Regions from separate parts of the Mus musculus genome. Here region 1 is linked to region 2. The links are chromatin contacts, called in public HiChIP or PLAC-seq maps. All regions are on one chromosome and are shown on one strand. The core of a region is the stretch at or near the end of the contact, and the rest is flanking DNA. Distances in the headings are between cores, read along the strand shown. Region 1 overlaps Tcf7 (transcription factor 7, T cell specific). Region 2 has its middle 17 kb from the start of Gm26061.

Region 1 (6,786 bases), core at 339-2,838, 320 kb after region 2:
AGGTCAGAGAATAAAATCCAGAGAGATCGGGGGTCTGCAGCGGCCTGTGAACTCCTGTAGTGGAAAGGGGCAAAGTAAGCACGTTACCCTGACCTGGGTGGGAGGTTGGAATAGTGACTATCTGCACCTTCTATAGAGGCCTCTAATGTCCCCCGCTTCCTTTTACTAGAGGCCCAGATATCAGCTGGTTTGTTTAGAACCACCCTAGGGTAGAAACAATGCCCTTCTGACAAACAAAGAAAGCAAGGACAGAGGTGCTGAGTGACTTGCCTTAGGACACTGCCTGGACAGAGGCAAAGCTTCGGAAGGAAGGACTGAGCGGTCAAGCCTCACTGGCTCCTGATGCACTGCTGTTCGGCCTCGGGAGCCTCTGCTTAGGACTCTTGCCTGGCTCTTTGGGTAGAAGGCAGCCCCTAGCCTAGAAGAACCTGACCTGAGGAGGCAGGGTTCCACCCAGCCCCAGGGTTGAGTCAGCAGGTTTCCCACAGCTGATAATGGTGGATTTCAGAATGACTTTGGCTGAGGCTGAGGTGAATCAGCCATCACCACCACCACTTTCCATTTTCTCACTAGGGGGAAAGGCCATGAGGTTTACAGCTGCAGCAGTGCAGAGCCAGCAGCCTCACGTTCTGATTGGTTCTTCCTCCTCTGCCCTCAGGCTTGTGCCTTTCTGACTTTTTAAAAAAACCCTCCAGGGCAGGATCTTGTTTTGTAGCCCAGGCTTGTCTGGAACTCTTGTGTAGCCCAGGCTGGCTTCAAACTTCCAATCCTCTTGGCTCTGCCTTCTCCACCTGGTACCTTTCTGACCTTTTCCTTGGGCACTGGGTTTGCAAAGTCCCAGCTTTGTCTGTTATAAAATGCAGGCCAGCCTATGTGGCTTCAGAAGCCAGGAGCTTGGACCCTAAGTTCCCACCTCAATGGCATTCTCCCATCCTTGGCCCATACCTTGCTTCTGGCTGATGTCCGCTGGTGCAGGGGTGGGGTGTGGACTGCTGAAATGTTCGTAGAGTGGAGAAAGCTGGGGGACGCCATGTGGAGGCTGGCCGGGCTTGTTATGCTGGAAAATGACCAGAAGTCTGGTGAACATGGAGTGTTCTGGGGCAGGGGGATGCAAAGGTAGGGGCATGCAGAACTTCAGGAAGCTCTGTGGTCATCCTAGCAGCCAAACATCACAAGCTTATGGGAAGAGGGCACTCTATACTCCTCGTGTCCTGTGGCACTGTTTTCCTGCCTCCCAATCTTGCAGATTGACTATGCAGTCCCACTGGGTGTCTCTCCTGTCTGGAAGCCCTCCCTCACCTCCTTTCTAGGAAGCCCAATGGCTGTCTGCAGCCTTTTCCTTCCACAGCTCCCAGACTGTCCCACCTGAGCTCCCACAGCATGTGTGGCTCGGAGCAGGAACCTTCTTTGACCCCTGACTTGGGTGAGGTCAGGAGGTACCTGGCTCCCTCCAGGGACAGTCTGTCCAGATATCATTCTTCTGGTTTCCTTAGCACTGCAAGACTCTTACTTTTCACAGTCAAATGGTTCTATGTCAAGAGATGACTCAGCAGGCCGAGAGAGCTCCCAGCTCAGCCACAAGGAGTCGCTGCCAGGCCTGGTGTGCATGCCCTTGCAGGCCAGAGGTCTGTGGATATCTACAACAGGGGCTCAGCTTCCACCCAGACAAACTTGTCTGTTGAAACGCTGTTGGCTGAGAGCACACAGGACTGAGTGACTGCTCACCACGGCAAAAAGGGAAGAAATGAGACATCTTGGAACAAGACAGTAAAGAGGACGCCTAGGAGAAATAAAGCAGACGAGTTGGCTGCAGGCATTTCGCGGAACAACCCTCAGATTGCGGGTGTCTTCTGGAAGGCAATGGCCTAGCACAGATCCAGGCTACTGCGGCTCCGGGGTAAAGCCAGAGGGAGAGCTGGGTGGGCATGAGGCCTCTAGCTGGGCACAGCTCTAGTAGACCACAGACATCCCGGCCTACCATCGTTCCCTGCATTCCTACCTCCAGCAGGCAGCTGCACCTTCCCCTCAAGTCTTGGGCTATCTCAGGCCACCACGTCTTAAATAACAAGAGTTGACGTCTGAAGCTGGACATGTTGGTGCTCCCCTTAAATCCCAGGCTCAGGAGGCAGAGGCAAGTGCATCTCTGAATTCAAGGCCAGCTTGGTCTGCATAGTTCCAAGCCAGCAGCATCCAGAGCTACATAGTATGTCTGTCCACTATGGGAGGAGAGACTAACTGTGAGATGCATGGACACATGTCAGGCACATGCCACTAGTGCACAAACAGGCTGTTGTCTCTCTGTCTGTGATCTGTCTCCCACCTACCACCTCATGACTCTTCCCTCCACAGAACCCTTAGTAGGTCCAGCCTCGTTCAGTGACTCCAGATCTCAGCTCTCAGTCTCCCCTCGGCCTAGCCTGTCTCTTGCCCCAAAAAGACCTGTTAGCATCCTCAATGACTTCCAAAATGCCAAGGTCAGTCACCATGTCCCCAACCCTGTGCTCTCGTAAGAAACGGATTCCTCCTCTCTTCCTTGAAACCAGGTTCCGTCACATGACTTTCAGAATACCCAATTGCTTCACTTCCCTCCAGCCTTAGAGGCCACTCTTCCTTTAGTCCTGGAGTCGATTCTCCCATCCACATGGGTACAGCTGTAACATCTTCAGGCTGGAGGCTGGTTATACGCACATGTCAGCCTGTAACTAGAGCTGCAGGAAATGTGACAGCCTCCACAACACACACACACACACACACACACACACACAATTACAAATACAATCTGAACAAGAAAGAGAACAGTATCTATCTCCTGACCCCACACTCTCTTTTCTTTTTTTCTGAGACTGCTGCTTTCTATGTAACCCTGGCTGTCCTGAAAGTCACTCTGTAGATCAAAATCAGGTGAGCCTCCAACAGAGATCTGCCTGTTTCTGCCCCTTGAGTGCCAGAATTAAAGGTGTGTATTACATATTACAATGCTTACCTGACACCACATTTTGCCAGGAACTCTACTCTCCAAATACCTACTCAACTCCAGGCCTAAAATGTCTCCAAGCTGGACACTCACATAAGTGTTCTACTACTGAGCTGTATCCTTCCTCAAATCACAGCCTTCGACTCTGCGGTGTGCTGTGGACTTCCTCAGTTACCGGCAGCTCCATTCTTCCATTAATTGAACGACAGTTCAGAGCAGACAACATTCAAGTGGTTCCTGACATTGACGCCATGTCCAGTTTCTCAGCGGATTCTAATGGTCCGCCTTCAAAGTCTAAACTCTAACCACTTCCTATCTCCTTCTCAACCAGGCTGAGCCACCACTCTCACCTGGAGCACTGAGCCATTTTAGAGCAGAGAGCTGCATTCTAGCCAGGTTCCAGCAGACACAGAGATCACACCACTGCTTAAAGCCACCCTGGCTGTCTCCTTACCTGGTGAGAGCTGTGTGACCACCCCCAGCTCCCTAGCGACAGCATCACCTACAGTGTCCAGGAGTCCCACTGGTTAAGTTTTGAGGTATACGATGGTGTGAAGGGAGCCTGGAAGCTCCAGGCGTGCTGACCATTTCCTGGTCCTGGCACGCCAAGATCCTGGGCAGCCTCTCTCAACTCCTGGGATCGAGTGACAACCTGCCCACCTATCAGTCTTTTGTTTGTTTGTTTTTCAAGACAGGGTCTCTCTGTATAGTCCTGGCTGTCCTGAAACTCACTCTGTAAGACCAGGCTGGCCTTGAACTCAGAAATCCGCCTGCCTCTGCCTAGTGCTGGGACTAAAGGCGTGAACCACCACCGCCTGGCTCCCACCTATCAGTCTTAAACCAAGCTTTGTCCTAATTTTGAGGAGCACCTGCTAAGGCCCTTTATGACAGGAAGCTTCCTGACAATCTTTAAGGTCTTTTTCATCCTCACAGATTCCAAGACAGTGGCAGGTAGCAAGCAGCCTGGTGGCAACTCGGACCTCACCGCACTGCACCCCTCATACTGCCTAAAGCCCCCAAGCCCAGCTTTGCCTCCTGAGCCCCAGGGTACAGTGCAGCTCCGGCTGGCCTGAAGACGCCTCAGAAAACCAGCTCAGCTTACAACTCCTGCCTACAGTGTTTGTTTGTGTGTGACTCCTGCCTTCTTTCTCTCTCTCTCTCTCTCTCTCTCTCTCTCTCTCTCTCTCTCTCTCTGTGTGTGTGTGTGTGTGTGTGTGTGTGTGTAGCAGTTGGGGGTCCTGGGGATGATGGGCCTGTACTGCCTACCTGTGTTTCCTGGTTTTGGGGGGAAAGCCTTATTAATCAGAAGTCTGCAGACAGACCACAGAAGTACTGGGTGGGGCACAGAACCCAGCAGCAGCTAGAGGTCCTGGCTAGTTCTTCCCAAGCTCACATAGTCTGCCTCCTCGCCCTGCTGCTAGCCAGGGGGAACCGTCTGCCACAAGGCTCCTTGCCCCCTTAGGCCAGCAGAACGTCCCGCTCCAGGGCTTCAGTACAAGACTGTCTCAGCGCCAGACTTCCCAGACAACAGGGTGGGGTTGCCTAGGGCTTGGTGCCTGCACCGAAAGTTCAGGGACTTGAGCCCTCCTCCCTCATCTGCCTTCAGGTGACTGTCCCTAGCCTCCAAGGGAAGGAGGCAGGTCTGGGTTAACTGTTCCCACCAGGCACTGAGCACCTCAACAGCAGAATCCCTCATCTCCTTACTAGGGGAAGGACGCAGTGGGACATAAACCTGCATACAGCAGGTAGAGACCCAACTGCACTTAGTGCTTCTGCCGCATCAGCCACTCCACGTCCCCACTCCTCGCCTTGCTGGAGCCCTGGCAGCTGCTCCCACCTGCCTGGGGCACTCCAGGACAGGTCCAGGACTCAGGGATGCCTGCAGCTACCCTGCTATTCCTGCCAGGACCTATCTAGCCTGCTGGCCACCTGGTGACCAGCTCCCCACCCCCCACCCCCCAACAAGGAGGTCCTTCCTGCTGCTGGCATATCCCAGACTCTCCCACACCCACCCGCGGCTACTGTCCCAAAGGGATCTTCTGAAACCTAGCCTGGCTATCATCTCCGGGCAAGGCTGTGCAGAGTAGAAACGGGGAGCCCTGAGCAGGTCTCTGTTTCAGAGCTGAGCTTGGGCCCAGCTAGGCTGTCCCTAGCCTCCCACTTCCTGCAGGTTCAGGTAAAAAATAAACACAGTCGGCATTTTCCCTGCAGACCGCAGCGGTCTGCTCACAGGCTGAGAGCTCTCTGAGAGCCCCTGTCACCACTAGCAGAGAAACTCCCTTGCCTCTGACGGTTGACTCTGAAAACCCCCAAGCTCTTGAGCCCCACAACACTTTCCCAGCGAAGAAAGTTGCTATTTCCTCTGGCCTCAAGCTTGATGGGGGTAGAAGAACAGATCCTCTCAAGAAAGCCCTGTGGCAGAGGCAGAGCCAAAAGAAGCGTCCCCAAACACCTAGGACCCATAAGCAAACAAGTATCAGGATGTGTCCCCGAGTTCCTAGCTTGTGTCAGGCAAAGAATGTCTGAGGCTACAAGCAGCACCTGCTAATAACTGAATGTTGCCCTCCCTCCCGGCAGGCGCAGTTCTGAGCACCAGACACACCGCTTCAAGCAGACGTACCATGCAGGCACAGTGGCTATCACCACTGGCAGGGAAGGAAACTGAAGCATAAGGTCACAGCCAGAGCTCAGCTGCTAATAGCTACAGTGCAAAGACCTGTGATTACCATGGACAGAGTGAGAGGCTGGGGGACAAAGGAGGCTGTACCAATCTCTCCCTTCAACCTGGCTAGCTTACATACACTGTGCTGAGCCCATGTTCCCCTGGCTCTAAAAGGAGTCGCCAGAAACCAACCTGACAGTGAAAGCTGGTATATGCCCCCTGAGGCCCTAGCATATCTCTGTGCCCACCCTGGGCATGCTCCTGTCTGCCTAAACACCCAGATCTCTGTCTCAATGCCTCTTCCCACCCCCGAGAGACTCCACAGCTCCTACTGCTCCTTATCATGCTGGCTCCCACACAGACCTATGACCACCTCTAACCTAAATAAGGGTCAGCCAGCTTGGCACGCAACTGCCTGAGCATCCTAGAGAGCTGGGCATCGCTGCCTCTCCAGGCTTTGCACTCACAAGGTCTGGGAAACCCTTGGTGCCCCAAATTCCTGCACATCCCACTACACTCTCCACTGTCCCTCAGGAGAGGGGGCTGTCTCCAGCTCCTATTACAGAGCTGGGAGTGGCCCCTAGGGACCATCTGAGGCAGGCACTGAAGCGAGGCTCTGTGAGGAGAGAATGACATCTACAGCACAGAGCCTTGGGGACCCTTCAAGGATCCTTGTCATCAAGGATGCTGGCTAGCCACACCCCTCTAAACTTTCCTTTTCTCACTCTTCGTACCAGCCACCAAAAACTGGAGTGCTCTTTCCTGCCTCATATCGAGGAGACTGCTTCTGGGAGACCTTTTCTTTTCTTTTCTTTTCTTTTCTTTTCTTTTCTTTTCTTTCCCTTTCTTTCCTTCTTCCTTCCTTCCTTTTCAAGGCCAGCCTGGTCTACAAAGTGAGTTCCAGGACAGCCAGGGCTACACAGAGAAACCCTGTCTCGAAAAACCAAAAAAAAAAAAAAAAAAAAAAAAGATTTATTTATTGTATGTGAGTACACTGTAGCCATCTTCAGACACACCAGAAGAGCGTCAGATCTCATTACAGTTGGTCTTGAACCACCAAGTGGCTGGTTGGATTTGAACTCAGGACCTTCAAAAGAGCAGCCAGTGCTCTTAACCGCTGAGCCATCTCTCCAGCCCTCAGAGAACTTTT
Region 2 (6,584 bases), core at 874-3,373:
CAGGTCCCAGGGGAACAGAAGAGTCAGGTTGCCAGCCCCAGATAAGAGAACGGCCCTGAGGGACTTGGTTCCTATGCAAAGCCAAGGACATACCAAGAAAGGGCCAGTATGTCGGATAGCCTGGCATAGAGCTCAGGTCTCTGCTGAAGCCTTAGGATTTCATCATGACAAAGCCTGACCCTGTGCTAGACAATCCCAGCTCACAAATGTTAATGTATGTGTCTCTGTGTGGATGTCTGTATGAGTGTGTGTGTGTATGTGTTTATGTGTGTGTGTGTGTGTGTGCGCGTGTGTGCGTGTGTGCGTGCGCGTGCGCACAGGACACACAGGACAGCATCAGGTACCTTATTTGATCATTCTCTAGCTTGAGACTGGCTCTCCCACTGAACCTGTAGCTTATTCTTTTCAGTAATACCAACAGCCAGCAGGTCCCATAAACCTCTCCCTCCCTCCCTTCCTCCCTCCCTCCCCCCCCCTCGCCTCATAGCTCTGGGTTACAGGCACATGCAATCACCCCAGTTTTTAATCGGGGTCCTGAGGATTCACACTCAGAGCCTCATGTCTGTATGGCCAGTGCTCTTCCCATGGGGCTGTCACACCAACCCCAGATGTTGCCTCGTTTTCTCTTTATCACACCCCCATACGATAGGTTTCCCATGGTTCCCAGTGTCTCCATGAAGAAACTGACAGAATCACATTAACTTGCCCAGTCTGGCCTTGAACTTGTGATCTTCCAACCTCAGCTTTCTGGGTAGTTGGAATAGAATGGGTTTTTTTTTTTTTTTTTTTTTTTCTAAAGAAAAGTTAGAGCTCAGCAATGGTGACGTCTTTAGTCATAATACTCAGGCAGGCAGGCAGGTCTCTGAGTCCAAAGCCAGCCAGCCTGGTTTACAAAACAAGTTCCAGGACAGCCAGAGATATACAGGAAAATTCTGTCTCAAATCACAAAAAAAAAAAAAAAAAGAAAAAAGAAAAGAAAGGAGGAGGAGAACAACAACAACAACAAGAGTGAAAAGGAAAAAAAAGAATTTACTTTCACCTTGTAGATACAATCAACAAAAATTATAAATACTCAAAAGTCTAGTTGTTCAAGTCTATTTTTTATTTTTTCTTTCTTTTTAATTTTTGGGTTTTTTTTTTGGGGGGGGGGGAGGGTTGCTTATTGTCCAGGCTGGCCTTGAATTCAGAGATCCTCCTGCCTGTGGAGGTCAGCAGTCACCTGGAACTGTGGATGGTTCTGAGCTGCCCTGTGGATTCTGGGAATTGAAATCAGACCGCCTGGGTGAACAGCGAGTGCTCTTAACTGCTGATCCATCTCTCTAACCCTCCAACTTTTCTTTGAAGCATGGTCTCACTCCAGCCCAGGTTGACCTGGAAAGCATGGTGCTTCTCTGGCTTCAGCCTCCAGAGAGCTGAACTCCACAAGTCCAGCCTTCCTTTCCTAGCTCTGGGGTGATCCATCTGCCTTCTGGGTTTGGTTTGTGACTCCTTATCCTGGTCCTTTGAATGCTATCTTGGCTGCAGGGGAAGGAGAGTCCTCCAAAGCAGCCTCACCTTGGATAAGAGAAGTAGTGAGAGGGGCTCCTGGAGAACATTGGCTTGGGAGGGAGATATCACCAAGGGCAGTAAACAACAGCTATTTCAGGTGACAGGCTCTGGGCTGTGGAACTGGAGAACATGTGTGCACATTCCACATTTACAGGGGTCTACAGAAGCTGCTCTGTAGTCTGTGTCACCTGAGGGGACAGCAGACAGGAGCCTTTCTGTCTGTTTTCCTTGCCTTGTCCTTCTCAGATGACCTCTTAATTTAGATCCAGGTTCTAGCCCCAGCCTTAGGAGGGGATGGGGCTGAGGTCAGCAGAGCCATCCCAGTACTGTCTGCAGAGGCTGACACAGGCAGCCTAGGTTGTAGCAGGCTTGCAACCATTCTCAGAACTCCCGATGGGTGTGAAAGAATGGGGGTGGGGGTGGGGGCAGCTGGAGAAGCAGGAGCCTGTTTGTATTTCAACTGGCGGCTGCCCATGAATCACCAATTTCATTTTGTGCTCTCAGCCTGCTAAGGCATCATTTCCACCCAGCCTCACATGGAGCTGGCGGCCAGAGCCTCTTAGTGGGGCTATAAATAGCAGATCATCAACTCACCTCTTCTGAGCTCATCGTAGGCTCCGTTTACTGTGCGTCTTCCAGCTGCCTGCATGTCACCTGTCACTCAGATTTCCCAGGTGAAGCTTGGCCGAGAGACTCGGGGGCATGCTCAGGGTGTGGGAGGCAGGGTTTGGGTTCAGGGTGACAGCAAGGGCAAAGTCAGACTTCTGAAGAGCTTGGCATTTAAAACGTCATAATTATAATTCCAGGTCTGTGTGCTTCTCACCAATTACATGCAGCAGCAAGGGATTGTCATTTCTCTTCAAGTCCTAGAAATCAAAGGCAGAGGAGTCACCAAACTTACACCTAGGGAAAGCTGCACAGGTGGAGAACAAGTGAAAGGGTTGGTGCTTTCTGCTTTCCTGAGACTTGTCTCCTAGTGCTGAACAACATAGACATGGATCTCTGGCTTCTGCCATGACACATTTCTCAGAATTACGCCTAGCACTCCCATGTAGGATGCTCGATGGGTCAGGCACAGTGCCCAGCCTCCAGTGTGGCATTGCATGGTATCCTCGCAAAAGCCAGATGAAGCTAACAGCTTGGAGACTTTGCATTGTGTGGGGAGGAGTCTGCTGTTGGTACAGGTGACTCGCTCGCTCACACACAGACAAGCATTGCAATCCAGCTGCTGCACTGCAGAGTGTGAGCTGTGAGCCTCCACCCTCACTACCTCCTGGGGATGAGGACTGTGTGTAAGGAACTCCAGAGAGCCGAACTATAGGCTCCTTTTTCAGCTCTAGACACTCTTGACAATGAGTGGGAAAGGTGCCCACAGATTCGAGGTCCCCTTTGTCACCCTCCTCAATGTCTCTCCCCATCATCTTATCCCACATATGATTTTCTCCTACCTCCTCGCACAGGAAAGGCACCCGTTTTCCCTTCCAGAGTCAGTCCCTGTATTTGAAATGAGATGTTTCAAAAATGCAGATTCCTAGTCTCACCTCCAGACCACCTGTAAGAAAATCTCAAAGGAGCACCAGGCAGATGTGGTGGTATGCACCTCGGGAGACACAGACAGAGCTCTATTAGTTAGGACTAACCTGGTCTGCATGAGTTAGAGACCACAAAGCAAGTTCCAGGTCAGCCAAGGCAACATTGTGAGACCTTGTCTCAAACGTGTGAGTGTGTGTGTGTGTGTGTGCATGTACTGACATCAGGGCACACATTAGTGCATGCAGGTGCACATGCATGTGTGTACCTGTGTGTGTGGGGGGGTGTCATTCTTAGGAACCACCCACCTTGTGTTTTTGTGATAGCTTCTCTCTCTGGGTCCGCTGGTTAGGCCAGGAGCCCCAGGGATCCTCTTAACTCTACCTCCCTACGCTTTATAAGCATCCACCAACCAACACACCTGGCTTTTCTCACATGGATATTAGAAATCAGACTCCCCAGGGCTCCCCATGCTTGCTCTCAGCAAACACTTTGCCAGCTGAGCTACCTCTCCCCTGCCCCATGATCTGGATCTTTAAAAGCCCCGTGAGCATCTGGTGGTGGTGGTGCATACCTTTAATCCTAGGTAGAAGCAGTCAGATCTCTGAGTTCAAGGCCAGCCTAGTCTACAGAGCAAGTTCCATGACAGCCAGAGTTCCATGGAACCCCGTCTCAGAAACAAAACAAAACGACAAAAAAAGTAGCCCTGTGAACTGCCTAGTTAGGGAGCCCCTTTATCTAATTGCCCCACCCAATTCAGTCTCGGCCATCTGAACCCAGCATCTGGCCCAGGAGAACTTTCTTGAAGCACAGACTGCTTTGTCAAAAGCCTTGGGTCACTCGCTGTTGCCTGCAGGAAACTGAAGCCATTGTTGTAGCCTTGACATTGGCTTCGCTTGCTCTCCAGCAAGTGCCCTGAGCTGGGCTCTGCATGTTGGCCTCCTTTCCCAGTGCTCCTCTCCCTCCTCTTCTTCTCTAGGCTCCAAACTGCAGTAGACACCATGGCACACAAGGCAACGGTGTTCCTGAAACTCTGAGCCCTCAGCACAAGGTGTAAGGAACAACTGATGAAACGCCCTTGTGCTGAGCACAGCGTGCCTGGGATGATGTCATCGCTGGGGAGCCTGAGGTAGAAAGACTTGGAATTCCAGGCCAGTATGGCCTACCTACACGTACAGAGAGTTCAAAGTCAACCTAGCTGAAGAACAAGACCCCGTCAAAAATAGAAAAAAAAAAGTTCTATATAATTCTAGAGTCAAGTGACCAAAGGGACTCCGGTGGCAGACAAGGCATGGGAGCAGGGACCTGGAAGGGACTCTACAGGACCTGGGTCTTCTCCTTACTCCCATCCCCAAGCCCTTCTCAAGGTTTCTGTTCCTCCTCTTCCCAGGTGGAAGCCGCTGTTGGGCTTTGTTGCTGTTGTCCAGAAGGCCGTGTGCTTTACTAATGCTGTCAGTAATGCCGTGAGTGTCTGCACTCTGCCCAGAAGAAAACATCTGCTCGGATGAATCAGAGGAAAGCTTTGCTACAGGATAGATGTGGTGGTGTGAGCACTTAATCCCAGCACTCAGGATGGGTGTGGTGGTGTGAGCATTTAATCCTAGCACTCAGGAAGCAGAGGCAGGTGGATCTCTGTGAGATTGAGGCCAGCCTGGTCTACAGAGTGAGTTCCAGGACAGTGGGCTACATAGTGAGACTCTCCTGGGGGGGGGAGAGAGAGAGAGAGGGAGGGGGAGGGGGAGGGGAGGGGGGAGGGGGAGGGAGAGGGAGAGGGAGAGGGAGAGGGAGAGGGAAAGGGAGAGGGAAAGGAGAGAAGAGAAAAGAAGAGCTTTGCTGACTGTAAGGAGAGTTATTGCCCAGCAGGGCCTGGCAATGATGGCCTTGATGTGAGTGCAAACTGAGGTTGAAGAAGTTCTGGCTGAGAAGCAGGGATATGGCTCAGCGGGTCCTCAGCATGAAGCCCAGGGCTGCATTCCCAGCACCTCATAAACTAGGCAGCGGTTCAGGTCTGTAATCCTGATACTCTGGAGATGGATGCAAGAGGACAGGAAGGTCAAGGTTATCCTGGGCTACTTAAGGTAGTCTGAGGTCATCTTGGGCTACATGAAACCTTGTTAAAAAAAAAAAGAAAAAGAGAGAGAAAGAAAGAAAGGAAGGAAGGAAGGAAGGAAGGAAGGAAGGAAGGAAAGAAGGAAGGAAGGGAGAAGCTTTCAATTAAATTTAACACAAGTGTGCCCTGTGACTCTGACTGTTCTGGCCCCAAACCATACTAAAAAGCCATCATGGAGGATCAAATGAGGACTAAATCACATGATTTTTTGAGAATAGACAAGGAGATGGAGGCAAAGATGTCAGCCCAGTCTTAGAATGTAGGAAGGGGACACAGTAGTGACTACTATAGCAGCACAGGATGGAGCAGAGGCCTGTGTCCTGCAGTGGGGTTTGTGGAAGACTCAGGCCAAGCTGCTAGGGTGACGGAGAACAGGATACAAATGAGAGGACTGGTGGAGGCTGGGAAGGCCACGTGCAAGTACCAGGGGGGCAGTGCTGGACACACAATTCCCTGCTCCCCAGGGAACTTGGATGGGCACACCAGGTGCTATGTAGTGAGGGTAGGGGTGAGGGTGAGTGTGGGCAGGAGGGTAGAAGTGTGGGTGGTGTGGTAGATAGCAGTAGAGATACTGAAGGCTCAGCTTCCAGCCCCTCTTCCTCACCCTGCTCCTAGGCAACTGGGCCCATGCCTCCTCCTTTCCAGGCTCATGCCTCCTCCAGGCTGCAGACCCAAGAGCTCTTTTCTGTAGAACCAAGCAAGCTCCAGGAAAGACCTATGGGAACAGATACTTGAAATCCCCAAAGGAAAAGCCAACTGAGGATCAACGCCCTTGCCGGAAGTCCCCATCAGATAAGCTCCACCCAGGCATGTTAGGCGTCATCTCTTCCCCACATAGTCCTATAATGTGGCCAGTGCTGGAATCCCCGGACAATTCAGGAATGCCTCAGTCATGAGTGTCAGGGGCATGCCCGGGGGGGGGGGGGGTGGAACAGGGGAGGCAGCCTCGGAAGAACTCGTCAATTCTGGAAGAAAACTTTAACATTAAACAATCAGACATTTCAAAGCTCATTATCACAAAACAGCAGGGATAAAGAATAGACCCTGGTTAACACAGTGAGTTCCAGGATGGCCACCTGGTGGATAGAGTGCTGAGGTCCCTAGAATCCACATGAAGACAGACATGCATCTTTCTGATCCCAAAACTATGGCGAGACGGGAAACAGAACGTCCTGGAAGCCAACCTGGTGTACTCAACGGTGAAGAAGAGATCTTGTCTCAAACGACATGAGGTGAGAACCGGCACGTGTAACTGTCCTCTAACTGAATGTGAGCTTTGTGGCTCACACACCTGCACCCCAAATTCAAAGGCATGGACAGGAAGGAAGCAACGCGAAGAAGACAAAGGAAGAAGGAAACAAAGGAGATACAGCTCAGTGGTTAGAACACTGTACAC

Evidence for each region. HiChIP or PLAC-seq counts read pairs in DNA pulled down with a chosen protein or histone mark.
Region 1: a FOXA1 HiChIP or PLAC-seq map of pancreatic cancer cells shows a contact between it and region 2. The contact joins two enhancer-like sites. A contact is called at or near these places in 1 of 115 datasets of contacts at active chromatin or transcription factors (pancreatic cancer cells) and 1 of 9 other capture datasets (pancreatic islet).

The regions. Positions count from the first base shown.
Region 1 is chr11:52,260,568-52,267,353 of GRCm38.p6, forward strand. It overlaps Tcf7 (transcription factor 7, T cell specific), which reads right to left. Exons shown (of 11, transcript NM_001313981.1): 4 at 946-1,057; 5 at 1-54. Among named protein-coding and RNA genes, the nearest start is that of Tcf7, 19 kb to the right of the region's middle. Within about 2 kb of position 1,589, at least 60 of the 459 cell types and tissues checked have an H3K27ac peak or open chromatin away from gene starts, as enhancers often do. A contact at or near this core is called in pancreatic cancer cells, where this site is marked.
Region 2 is chr11:51,943,653-51,950,236 of GRCm38.p6, forward strand. No RefSeq gene overlaps it. Among named protein-coding and RNA genes, the nearest start is that of Gm26061, 17 kb to the right of the region's middle. Within about 2 kb of position 2,124, at least 66 of the 459 cell types and tissues checked have an H3K27ac peak or open chromatin away from gene starts, as enhancers often do. A contact at or near this core is called in pancreatic cancer cells, where this site is marked.